Regions from separate parts of the Hordeum vulgare genome. Here region 1 is linked to region 2. A link is a contact called in public Hi-C data. All regions are on one chromosome and are shown on one strand. Each heading gives the region's core, a stretch centred on a gene start, on an enhancer-like site or on the middle of the called end of the contact. The rest is flanking DNA. Distances are from core to core; before and after follow the strand shown.

Region 1 (5,370 bases), core at 2,477-4,976, 300 kb before region 2:
CCCCCCCCCCCCCCCCCCATGCTGGCATGGTAACAACAGAAAGTTCCATATTCAGGATCCATTTTCGTGTCTGTTCCACTGGAAAACGCTGTTCCATTTCCATTTTCATTCCTGTGGTTGTTCCACCAAAAAAGGTTGTTCCATTTCTGTTTCCGTATTTTCACTTTGTTTCCCATTTTTCTTGGAAAATCCAACTAGTTTCCACTCCATTTCATCTTAGTTCAAATCCTCCTTATCTTCCGCCATGAGCGCCCCACGCACCCATTGTCGCAGCCGCTTGCTCGGGGACGCCAACGACGTCTTCACCCTGCCCCGCGTCGCCGTGGTAAAAACAGAAAGTTTCGTATTCACGGATCCATTTCCGTGGATGTTCCACCGGAAAATGCTATTTCATTTCAATTTCCGTTTTGCAATATTCCATTTTGTTTCCGTTTTACCATGGAAAATCCAGAAAGTTTTCGCTCCGTTTTCATCCTAGTTCAAATCCTTCTCACTATGAGCGTCCCATGCACCCATTGTCGCAGCCACTCGCTCGGGGACGCCAACGGCCATCTTCACCCCGCCCCTACGCCTGTCGCCTCGGTTGTGCGGCCTACTCCAGCCATCGCATCGCTGGTCCTGCTGGCGACAACTGCACCCGAAGCTAGCATTGTTCGTGGGTTGCACCTATACTTCCCATGCCCTCGCCCTCTCCACGGTCCCTGCTCCTTCCATGCATCATACAAACAATACTTCTTACATCCCATTCAAGCTTAGTCTCGAAGCCAACAACTACTCGAAGTGGCGCCAGATGCTCTTCATCCTCTACAAATTCAATGTGGAGGATCACATCGAGTTCGAGCCCCAACATGAGTGTGGTCTGCTGGAACGACGAGATCAAGACTGTATTGTAGATCTATGTCATAATCTCCGACAACTGTACGATGTGATCATGTCCCTCGAGAGCACTGCCTACCACCTATGCAACCAGCTGCACAACTACTTCTGCGACAGCATGGCCGGGCAGGCCGTCCACCTCGGCCTGAGTTATGCGCCACGATCCAGGGCAACATGACCATCACCACCTACTGCCGCCGCCTCAAGCAGCTGGCGGATGCTCTTGACGACGCAGAGGAGCCGTCTCCGACCGCGCCCTCACACTGCAGCTAATCCGTTGACTGAGCTGACACTTTTAGGTGATGGTCATTGTACTGCATATGCAAAGGTGTTGTTCACGAGCTATGTTCAGGCCCGGCCCCAACTTCTCCTCAAGGAGACCGCGTTCACCGAGCCAGCGGTCTGAGGCGTCGAAGGTATGCAGCGATGGACAGATCACCTAGCACCATGGCGCATAACTCCGCACCGATGTGCACAGCCCGCCCGGCCGCACTGTCGCAGAAGTAGGTGTGCAGCTGGTTGTAGAGGTGGTAGGGTAGGCAGTGCTCTCCGGGGGCATGATCATATTGTATGGTTGTCGGAGATTGTGGCATAGATCTACAATACAATCGTGATGTTGTCGTTCCACTAGACCTCACTCTTGTGCATGGGCTCAGACTCCTCGACGTGATCCTCCACGTTGAACTTGTAGAGGATGAAAAGGAACATGTGGCGCCACTTCGAGTAGTTGTTGGATTCAAGGCTCGGCTTTAAGGGGATGTCGGAGGTGATTTTAATACGATGCATGTATGGAGCAGGTGCAACGAGAACCTTGGAGGACGAGGCCATGTTGGAGGGGGAGATGGCATCACTGGTGTTGCGCAACTCGCGGCGAGGATGCCCGTTGGACACCTGCTGGTGGCGACTACTACAAGAGTCGCCAGGATGGACACAAGGGCAGCAGCGACGGGCTTGACGCAAGATGGAGTGAAAAGACGGCGTCAACATTGCCAAGGGAGCAGGAGTGGAAGTGACCCCGCTGGGAACTCATAGTGGAAGCAGGAGGATAGAACTTGGGCTCTTGTGCCAAAAAAGATTGATAAGCTTCTCACTGATGAATGTATTGACGTACATGATGTGCTTATATACATGCGCAGGAAGATTAGTCAAGGGAGCTAGTGGTACACGTTACAACAGAATACCGAATAACAGCCGATCAACAAAAGAATATCAAATAACAGCCGATCACAGCGTGCATGGAGAACATGATGACCTCGTGCGTCATGCGTCTTTGTGATCCGGTCAAGGTGGTTGAGCTCCTGAAGCCTGGTCGGTGTTATGTTTCCAACAATTCCAGCCAAAGGGATATACACATCTGGCCCTGACTGGTCACACCATCTTCTAGATTCAGTTGATGGCAGTATGAAGAAATAATTATAGTTTAAAAGGCGTGCCTAGGCGGGCGCTTAAGTGTGCATAGGCTCTAGGCCATAGCAAAACGACTAGAGCATAATTGCGCATAAGCGTGCGCTTTGGTCAGAAAAACGCAAGGCAGTGGCAAGACGCACAATTAACGCCTAGTGCTTTTTTAAACTATCAATTAATGTTCTTATTCTGGAGAGCTTGCCATCACTGAAATGATGCTGTGTAGTAAGGGTAATACACAGATTGCTCAATCAGTGCAACTTCTAGAAAGCTATGTTCATTCTGTACGAGGTTATTGAGGTATTCAGCAAGGGAGCCAAATGCATGACCTGAAAGGTACAGGTAAAGGTAAATTTGGCATAATGGCTATTGAGGAGCCTAACCAAAGCCATGGCACTTCTGATACACATTTGACAATGTGGGTGCCAGTTCAATCTAACAATTTGAGACATGCTGTGCTGTCAGCCTGCGGTATACTCATAACGCGTAAGCATTCTGGAAACTAAGATGGGGGCATGTATGGAAAGGATGTAAACCAATGGCTCAATGGATCAATCAGCCAGCTGTTGTTCACTATCTCAAACCGTTAATGGTTCTGACCAAGACAGATCTTTGGCACATGGTATTCTGAAGGACGTCCCTCCTTTCAACAGGGAATTGCTGTGCAGATCCTCTAAAGGAGCTGCCGTATTCAGCAGATGTAGTCCCAGACTGTTCGCTGCTGGTGCTTTCAAGTCAAACCTGCAGCCTCAGTCACCAAATGCTGATCGATTAAGGCAATTGCTACTCAGAATTTGAGATCCTGTCACTTTTGGGCGCTGCAGATGCACTTCCAGGAAAAAACCTAATTGCCAAACATTTCCCCACCCCAAGTACAGCGAGCAACTAGTCAATGCCAACAAAACGAATGCATCATGCTGCTGCTGAAGCTTCTAAAATACCATGCCCAAATAGCCTTTGCTAAGTAGTAATAGCTACCGAAGTCGCACTGGGGACGGCCACCGGGCATCAGAGAGAGGGATAGGGCGCAAATCGGGGCGTTTGGGGAGCGGGAGGGTGCTACCAGAAGGCGGTGTAGTTGGCGAAGCCGATTGCGGAGGACATGACGCAGACGGACGCGGCGGCGAAGAGGAACTGGCCCAGCCGCAGCGAGAGGCCGCTCCACGTGCCGGGGCTCCCGGACAGCTCCATCGCGCCGCCCGGCCTGGCCCCCCCGAGCGCAGCCGCACGCTCCCTCAGACGCCGAGCCGGCGATCGGCGGCCATGCGGGCGGGCGGGCGAGCTAGAGTGGAGCGGGTCTAGGGTCTCGGCGGGCGGCGGGGAGCGGCGGAAAGGTGGTGGTGGTGGCTCGGCGAGTCGGGGGTTTCCGATTATTTTTTTGCCCAAAGGGGAGGGGATAGGTGGGAGGGGGGAAGGAAAGGGGGGAGAGCGGAGAGCAGACTTTTTGCGACGGGGTTTGGACTTTTGGAGGGGTGCCGCGCGACCCGGCGGCGACGGAAGTTGGCGTGCGGCCGCGCCGTGGCAGTTGTCGTTGGCGCGGGGCGTTTGGTCAAGCGGTGCGGCGGGGATTGCGATTGCAGGGTCGGCTGAACGGCGCCGGCCCGGCCGGACGCGGTTGCTTGCGTCGATGGCTTTTAGTTTTATCGCGTCCCCAACATTGATTTTTGGCCGGAGAAGGGGGGCGGGGCTGCCGCATATGGCCTATTCTCTATTTTGTTTTCTGCGAAAGGGGCTTGATGTGACGGCTTTTTCTCCTCGTGCCGGCACACAAGAGCCAGCTTTTTTTTTTTTTGAAAGATCCGGAGATGGCCGGCTTGAATTAAAATAGCAGGAAGCACATGAAGAAGAAATACATCAAAGGGTGGGGGTGATCAATGGATCAAGGATGTAAGAGGAAGAACAACAAAAAAAAGAGGGATGGGGTAGCTAGGAATCTCTCATGGTGGTTCCCCAAAGGGGTGCTCTAATTGTGCTGCGCCTACGTCGCGTCACAGCCTAAGCGTTCTGCTGATTTCCTCCTTTATGTCTTGGGCTTGCCCCTTCTTGTTTCTGAAGGTGCATTCGTTTCTCTCCTTCCAGATCTCAGCCAGAATTAGGATGACCATTGTTTTGATCGCCTTGTTGTGCTCTGCCGGTGCATTGCTTATCATTTTGGATATGATAGCTGCTGACTTGTTGTTGCAAGACCAATTGCTTGGGTTGAGAGAGCTGCAACCGACATACGATGCCGCCTGCGACCACACTGATATTACTATCGGGCATTGCCAGAACAAGTGCACTGATGACTCAAGGTTTCTCAGGCACAGTTGGCAAAAATAGTTGTTTGTCCATCCTCTTCTTTGTAGACGATCATTACACCATAACCTATCCTTGAGGAGCAGCCATGCGAAGAACTTGAGTTTTGTCGGTGCCCAGGTGGCCCATATAAGCCTACGGAAGTCTGATTTATAAAACCCCTGGAATTGGGCTTTATACGCAGAGCCGGCAGTGTATACCCCTGAAGCTTCGTGTTTCCAACGGATAGAGTCGCTTACTTGCTCTTGGAGCTGGATATCCTTGTTTTGAATCCATCTATTCAACTTGATCGCTTCTTCCCATATGCTCGCGATGTCACCGTGTGCTAGGTCTGCAATCCAATTGTTATTCTGGAGTGCCTCCTTGATAGTTCTATTTTTTCTACGGGTGTGCGTGAAGAGATTTGGGAAGGCCGACTTTAGGTTTCCCGAGCCTGTCCAGGGGCAATTCCAAAACGAAGCCCGTTAACCATTCCCTAGTGTAACTAACGTAGAGGCGTTGAACAAGGCTTTGTCGTCGTTATCACATGGGAGCTGCATGCCATTTCATGGTCTATCCTGGGTCATCCAGGATAGCCATAGCCAGCGTAGTCGCAGCGCTCTGGTGAAACGTGTCATGTCTAGGATTCCGAGACCTCCATTTTCTATTGGGGAACAGACCCCTTGCCAACCTACTTTGCATTTTCCCCCAGAAGCTTCCTCGTCTTGTGCCCATAGGAATCGGCGGCGGGCCTTGTCAATCTCGAGAAGAAATTTTTTTGGTACCCGCAGCACAGATAGGGCAAATGTGGGCAAG
Region 2 (5,462 bases), core at 257-2,756:
TCAATGTGCATGCTCTGTATGAGCTCCACAGCTTCATCCAACTGCCCAGCACGACCAAGGAGGTCTACCATGCAAGCATAGTGCTCTGCACGTGGTTTGACACTATAATCCATCATCGACTCAAACAACTTCTTCCCCTCATCCACAAGTCCGGCATGGCTACAAGCCCCAAGAACACTGATAAACGTGATGATACTTGGCGATAACCCAACTTGAACCATTTCCTCAAACACCTGAACCGCCTCACGGCCAAAGCCATGCACCCCATATCCAGATATAAGTGAATTCCATGACACCACATCCCTCCGGCGTCCTATCCAGTTGAAGATACGCCGGCCAACTTCAAGGCATCCACATCTCATGTACATTGCCATCAACGCGTTCAGCACAGAAACAAGTGAGTCGAAACCCCTCCGAAGAATATATGCATGCAATAGTTTGCCATGACTGAGTGCGTTTACTCCCGCGCACGCATTCAAGACGCTTACTATTGTGATCGAGTTAGGCACCAGGTCTGCATCAGAAGCCAGCATATCCTTGAACAGCTCAATGGCATCAGCAGGTCTCTCATTCTTGGCATAGCACCCAATCATGGCACTCCAGGAAACAACGTTCCTCTCTGGCATTGCAGCAAACACATTCTCAGCATAGCTGACGATCCCAAGCTTTGCATAGCAGTCAATAAGAGTAGTGGCGACATGCATGTGCAATGCGTAGCCACGGCGGATGGCATGTGCGTGTACCTCGCGTACACGTGCGGAGGCCGGCGCGTGCGACGCCGACACGGCGATGCAGGCCTTGAGCCCGTGCGTGTAGCTGTAGCTGTCGACGGGAACGCGGAGCCGCCCCATGTCGGCCAGGCGCGCGAGCGCCTCGTCGCCATGGTCGGCGAGGGTGAGGGCCTTGAGCAGCGCGTTCCACACGAAGATGTTCTTGTCGGGCGCCTCGTCGAACACCTGGCGCGCGGCCGGGAGCGCGCCGAGCGCGGCGTAGGCGTCGATGAGGCGGGTGGAGAGGAAGGGGTCGGAGCGGAAGACCGGGTCGGACTCGAGGCGGCGGTGGACGGCCGCGGCGAGCGCGGCGTCCCCGGCCCTGGCGGCGGCTTGGAGGAGCGACTCGTAGGTGCGCTGCGTGGGCGCGGGGAGGCCCGGGAGGAGCGCGGCGGCGCGGGAGAGGCTGCCGCTGGCGCAGAGCGTCTGGATGAGGTGGTTCGCGTTGGCCGCTGGCGGGGGGCCCGCGCCCGACGACGACGACAGGGAGGACCGGCAGCGCGCGAGCGTTGGGCGCCTGGAGCCGAACGCCGGGTGGGTGGGGTGGAGCGAGCTCGCGGGGGCGGAGGAGAACATGAGGTGGAGGGGGCGGAGGCGGAGGCGGAGGGGGCGGCTCGGTAGGGGCTTCACCGTGGGGAGTGGGGAGGAGGCGCGCACGCCGCTGCGCCGGCGTGGTGGATATTTTCTGGGTGGGGTTTGTGTTGTGGCCGGTTCGGTCGGAGCTAGGCGGAAAGGAAAATGGCCGAGCCGGAGAAGCGTCGGGATTTTTTGTGGCTTTGGTAAGCCGATGCCCGATGGGCTCCTGGTTCAGCTCACACTCACACACACGCGGCTTGTAATTTAATTCGCCCCCAAGTTTGGGCTGAATGGGTCGGTGTGGTTCCGCGCGCAAGGCCAATAGTGGGCCCGTTATTTTTAGATTTCACGTAAACTAGTAATGTGTATGTACAGCGCACGTCTTATTAACACATCTTATATAAAACCTAACAAATTCTAGCCAACTATATCATTAATTTCCTGAACTTTCACACGAAGTGCATAGTATCTAATTTTTTCCTCGTGTAAATAATTTGAAACATCACTCTTCATAAATAAACATTCCTTTTAAAACAAATATCACACATCTTTGCATCAATTATATAATCTCTTATCGAAATGCACACTTCCCCAATGCATAGTGCCCAAATAATTATAATGCATTGTAAATAAATTTCAGTATGTGAGCAAACTCTTCAGGCTAGCTTCAAACAATGAAAGTCCGGTCAAATATACAACCATTTGATTTTTTAATTATATTAGTATTACAATATAATCCAGTCAGAAATTATATTCCCCTAGTGGGATAATGGACCATTTAAAAGGTACATGTCAATTCTGCATACACATATAAACAAAGTAGCATTCAGATAAGAATTGTTTCCGTATCAACAAAATTAAGTGAAGAACTATTAGAAAAATCAAGTATCATCAAAAAAAAAATGAGAAGATGCCATTGTCAAACTTCAATGGTAACTATCTTGAGCAACTATGAAGATTGACAAAAGGAAATGCCACGCATATGCTTCTTATGAATATTGATCTGCAAAAAAAATCTGACAACAAAATTTACCAATTGAATGCAAGGATGACATATGATATTCATTGATAGTAAAGAATCAACAAATCGCGGTTCTGCTCCTTCTTGGTCCTCATCTCGTGGTCCATGATCGTCACGCGGTTGGCCTTGGCCACGATCTCCATTGCCGGCTGCGCCCCCAACATGTTGTACCTCCCCTGTAGATTGCAAATTGCAGACCAACCAACAACCCGGCACGGGACAAATTCAAATGATTCTGATTTCGTCTTGGGGAGGATATGAACGGATAACGAATCAACGAATCGTGAGGCTGTACGGGCAAAGGGAGGGACGGACCACGTTGGTGCCCTTGGATGCCTGCTCGGCGAACTCGAAGAGGAAGCTGGGCGCCTCGCGGTCGTCCTCCCGGACAAGGCAGCGGTAGGCCAGCACCGGCGTGAGGTGGTCGGAGAAGATGCAGCGCCGGAGGGGCAGCAGCGTGTGCCCCGCCGCCGCCGCCGACCTGAAGGCCTCCTCCTCCTCCCGCACCGCTGCACAACCCGCATTCAGTCAGTCAGTCAATTAACAATGGCAGCCTCCGGCAGTCGGTCGGGGGATAAGTAAGATGGGCTCACCGATGGCGTCGAGCTTCTAGAAGGCGGTGGCGACGTGACACACGACGCCGGGGCGCGCGGGAGGGGCGTCCGCCCTCGCGCCGCCGGCGGCGAGGCGCCCCTGCTGCTGCGGCGGCGGCGGCGGTGCGAGAGTCGTCGTCGGCACGCGTGCCCGCGCCCGCGCCCACGGCGGCGGGGAGAGAGACGGCCGCAGGGAGAGCGCGAGCCCGGCCGCCGCCATTTGGTTGACTGGGTTTGATGGAGCGTAGATGAGCGCAATCGGAGAGGCTGGAGGAGCGAGCGATGCGGGCGGGGGCGGGCGACCTGGGCGAGGCGGGCGAGCTGGGCGATTGACCGGGAGACTGTTGGGGAACGTCGCATGGGAAACAAAAAATTTCCTACGCGCACGAAGACCTATCATGGTGATGTCCATCTACGAGAGGGGATGTGTGATCTACGTACCCTTGTAGACCGTACAGCAGAAGCGTTAGTGAACGCGGTTGATGTAGTGGAACGTCCTCACGTCCCTCGATCTGCCCCGCGAACCGTCCCGCGATCAGTCCCACGATCTAGTGCCGAACGGACGACACCTCCGCGTTCAGCACACGTACAGCTCGACGATGATCTCGGCCTTCTTGATCCAGCAAGAGAGACGGAGAGGTAGAAGAGTTCTCCGGCAGCGTGACGGCGCTCCGGAGGTTGGTGATGATCTTGTCTCAGCAGGGCTCCGCCCGAGCTCCGCAGAAACGCGATCTAGAGGAAAAACCGTGGAGGTATGTGGTCAGGCTGCCGTGGAAAAGTCGTCTCAAATCAACCCTAAAACCTCCGTATATATAGGTGGGAGAGGGGGGGCCTTGCCTTGGGGATCAAGGAACCCCAAGGAGGTCGGCCGAGCCAAGGGGGGAAGGTCTCCCCCCCCAAACCGAGTCCAACTTGGTTTGGTGGGTGGAGTCCTTCTTCCCTTTCCCACCTCCTCCTTTTTTTCTCTTTGATTTTCTTCCTATGGCGCATAGGGCCTTCTTGGGCTGTCCCACCAGCCCACTAAGGGCTGGTGTGCCACTCCCAAGGCCTATGGGCTTCCTCGGGGTGGGTTGCCCCCCGGTGAACTCCCGGAACCCATTCGTCATTCCCGGTAACTCCGAAAACCTTCCGGTAATCAAATGAGGTCATCCTATATATCAATCTTCGTTTACGGACCATTCCGGAAACCCTCGTGACGTCCGTGATCTCATCCGGGACTCCGAACAACATTCGGTAACCAACCATATAACTCAAATACGCATAAAACAACGTCGAACCTTAAGTGTGCAGACCCTGCGGGTTCGAGAACTATGTAGACATGACCCGAGAGACTCCTCGGTCAATATCCAATAGCGGGACCTGGATGCCCATATTGGATCCTACATATTCTACGAAGATCTTATCGTTTGAACCTCAGTGCCAAGGATTCATATAATCCCGTATGTCATTTCCTTTGTCCTTCGGTATGTTACTTGTCCGAGATTCGATCGTCAGTATCCGCATACCTATTTCAATCTCGTTTACCGGCAAGTCTCTTTACTCGTTCCGTAATACAAGATCCCGCAACTTACACTAAGTCACATTGCTTGCAAGGCTTGTGTGTGATGTTGTATTACCGAGTGGGCCCCGAGATACCTCTCCGTCACGCGGAGTGACAAATCCCAGTCTCGATCCATACTAACTCAACTAACACCTTCGGAGATACCTGTAGAGCATCTTTATAGTCACCCAGTTATGTTGCGACGTTTGATACACACAAAGCATTCCTCCGGTGTCAGTGAGTTATATGATCTCATGGTCATAGGAACAAATACTTGACACGCAGAAAACAGTAGCAACAAAAAGACACGATCAACATGCTACGTCTATTAGTTTGGGTCTAGTCCATCACATGATTCTCCTAATGATGTGATCCCGTTATCAAGTAACAACACTTGCCTATGGCCAGGAAACCTTGGCCATCTTTGATCAACGAGCTAGTCAACTAGAGGCTTACTAGGGACAGTGTTTTGTCTATGTATCCACACAAGTATTGTGTTTCCAATCAATACAATTATAGCATGGATAATAAACGATTATCATGAACAAAGAAATATAATAATAACTAATTTATTATTGCCTCTAGGGCATATTTCCAACAGTCTCCCACTTGCACTCGAGTCAATAATCTAGTTCACATCACCATGTGATTCCAACGAATCCAACACCCATATAGTTATGAGGTCTGATCACGTCTTGCTCATGAGAGAGGTTTTAGTCAACGGTTCTGAAATTTTTAGATCCGTGTGTTATTTACAAATCTTTATGTCATCTTATAGATGGTGCTACTATGTGCTATTCGGAAATACTCCAAGTATCTACTCTACTATACGAATCCGTTTCACTACTCATAGTTTTTCGGATTAGTGTCAAAGCTTACATCGACGTAACCCTTTACGACGAACTCTTGAACCACCTCCATAATCGAGAAAAATTCCTTAGTCCATCAGTTACTAAGGATAA

Evidence for each region. A called contact is a pair of places that touch in the nucleus more often than the background predicts.
Region 1: a Hi-C map of seedling shows a contact between it and region 2, with 2.3 times the contacts expected there. The contact joins the promoter of LOC123444902 here to the promoter of LOC123444898 in region 2. A contact is called at or near these places in 2 of 6 Hi-C or Micro-C datasets (leaf and seedling).

What each region holds. Positions count from the first base shown.
Region 1 is chr3H:548,177,914-548,183,283 of MorexV3_pseudomolecules_assembly, reverse strand. It overlaps LOC123444902 (CASP-like protein 5B1), which reads right to left and starts at 3,726. Exons shown (of 3, transcript XM_045121785.1): 1 at 3,344-3,726. The coding sequence starts at 3,471.
Region 2 is chr3H:547,878,162-547,883,623 of MorexV3_pseudomolecules_assembly, reverse strand. It overlaps LOC123444898 (pentatricopeptide repeat-containing protein At3g46790, chloroplastic), which reads right to left and starts at 1,506. Exons shown (of 1, transcript XM_045121780.1): 1 at 1-1,506. The coding sequence starts at 1,346.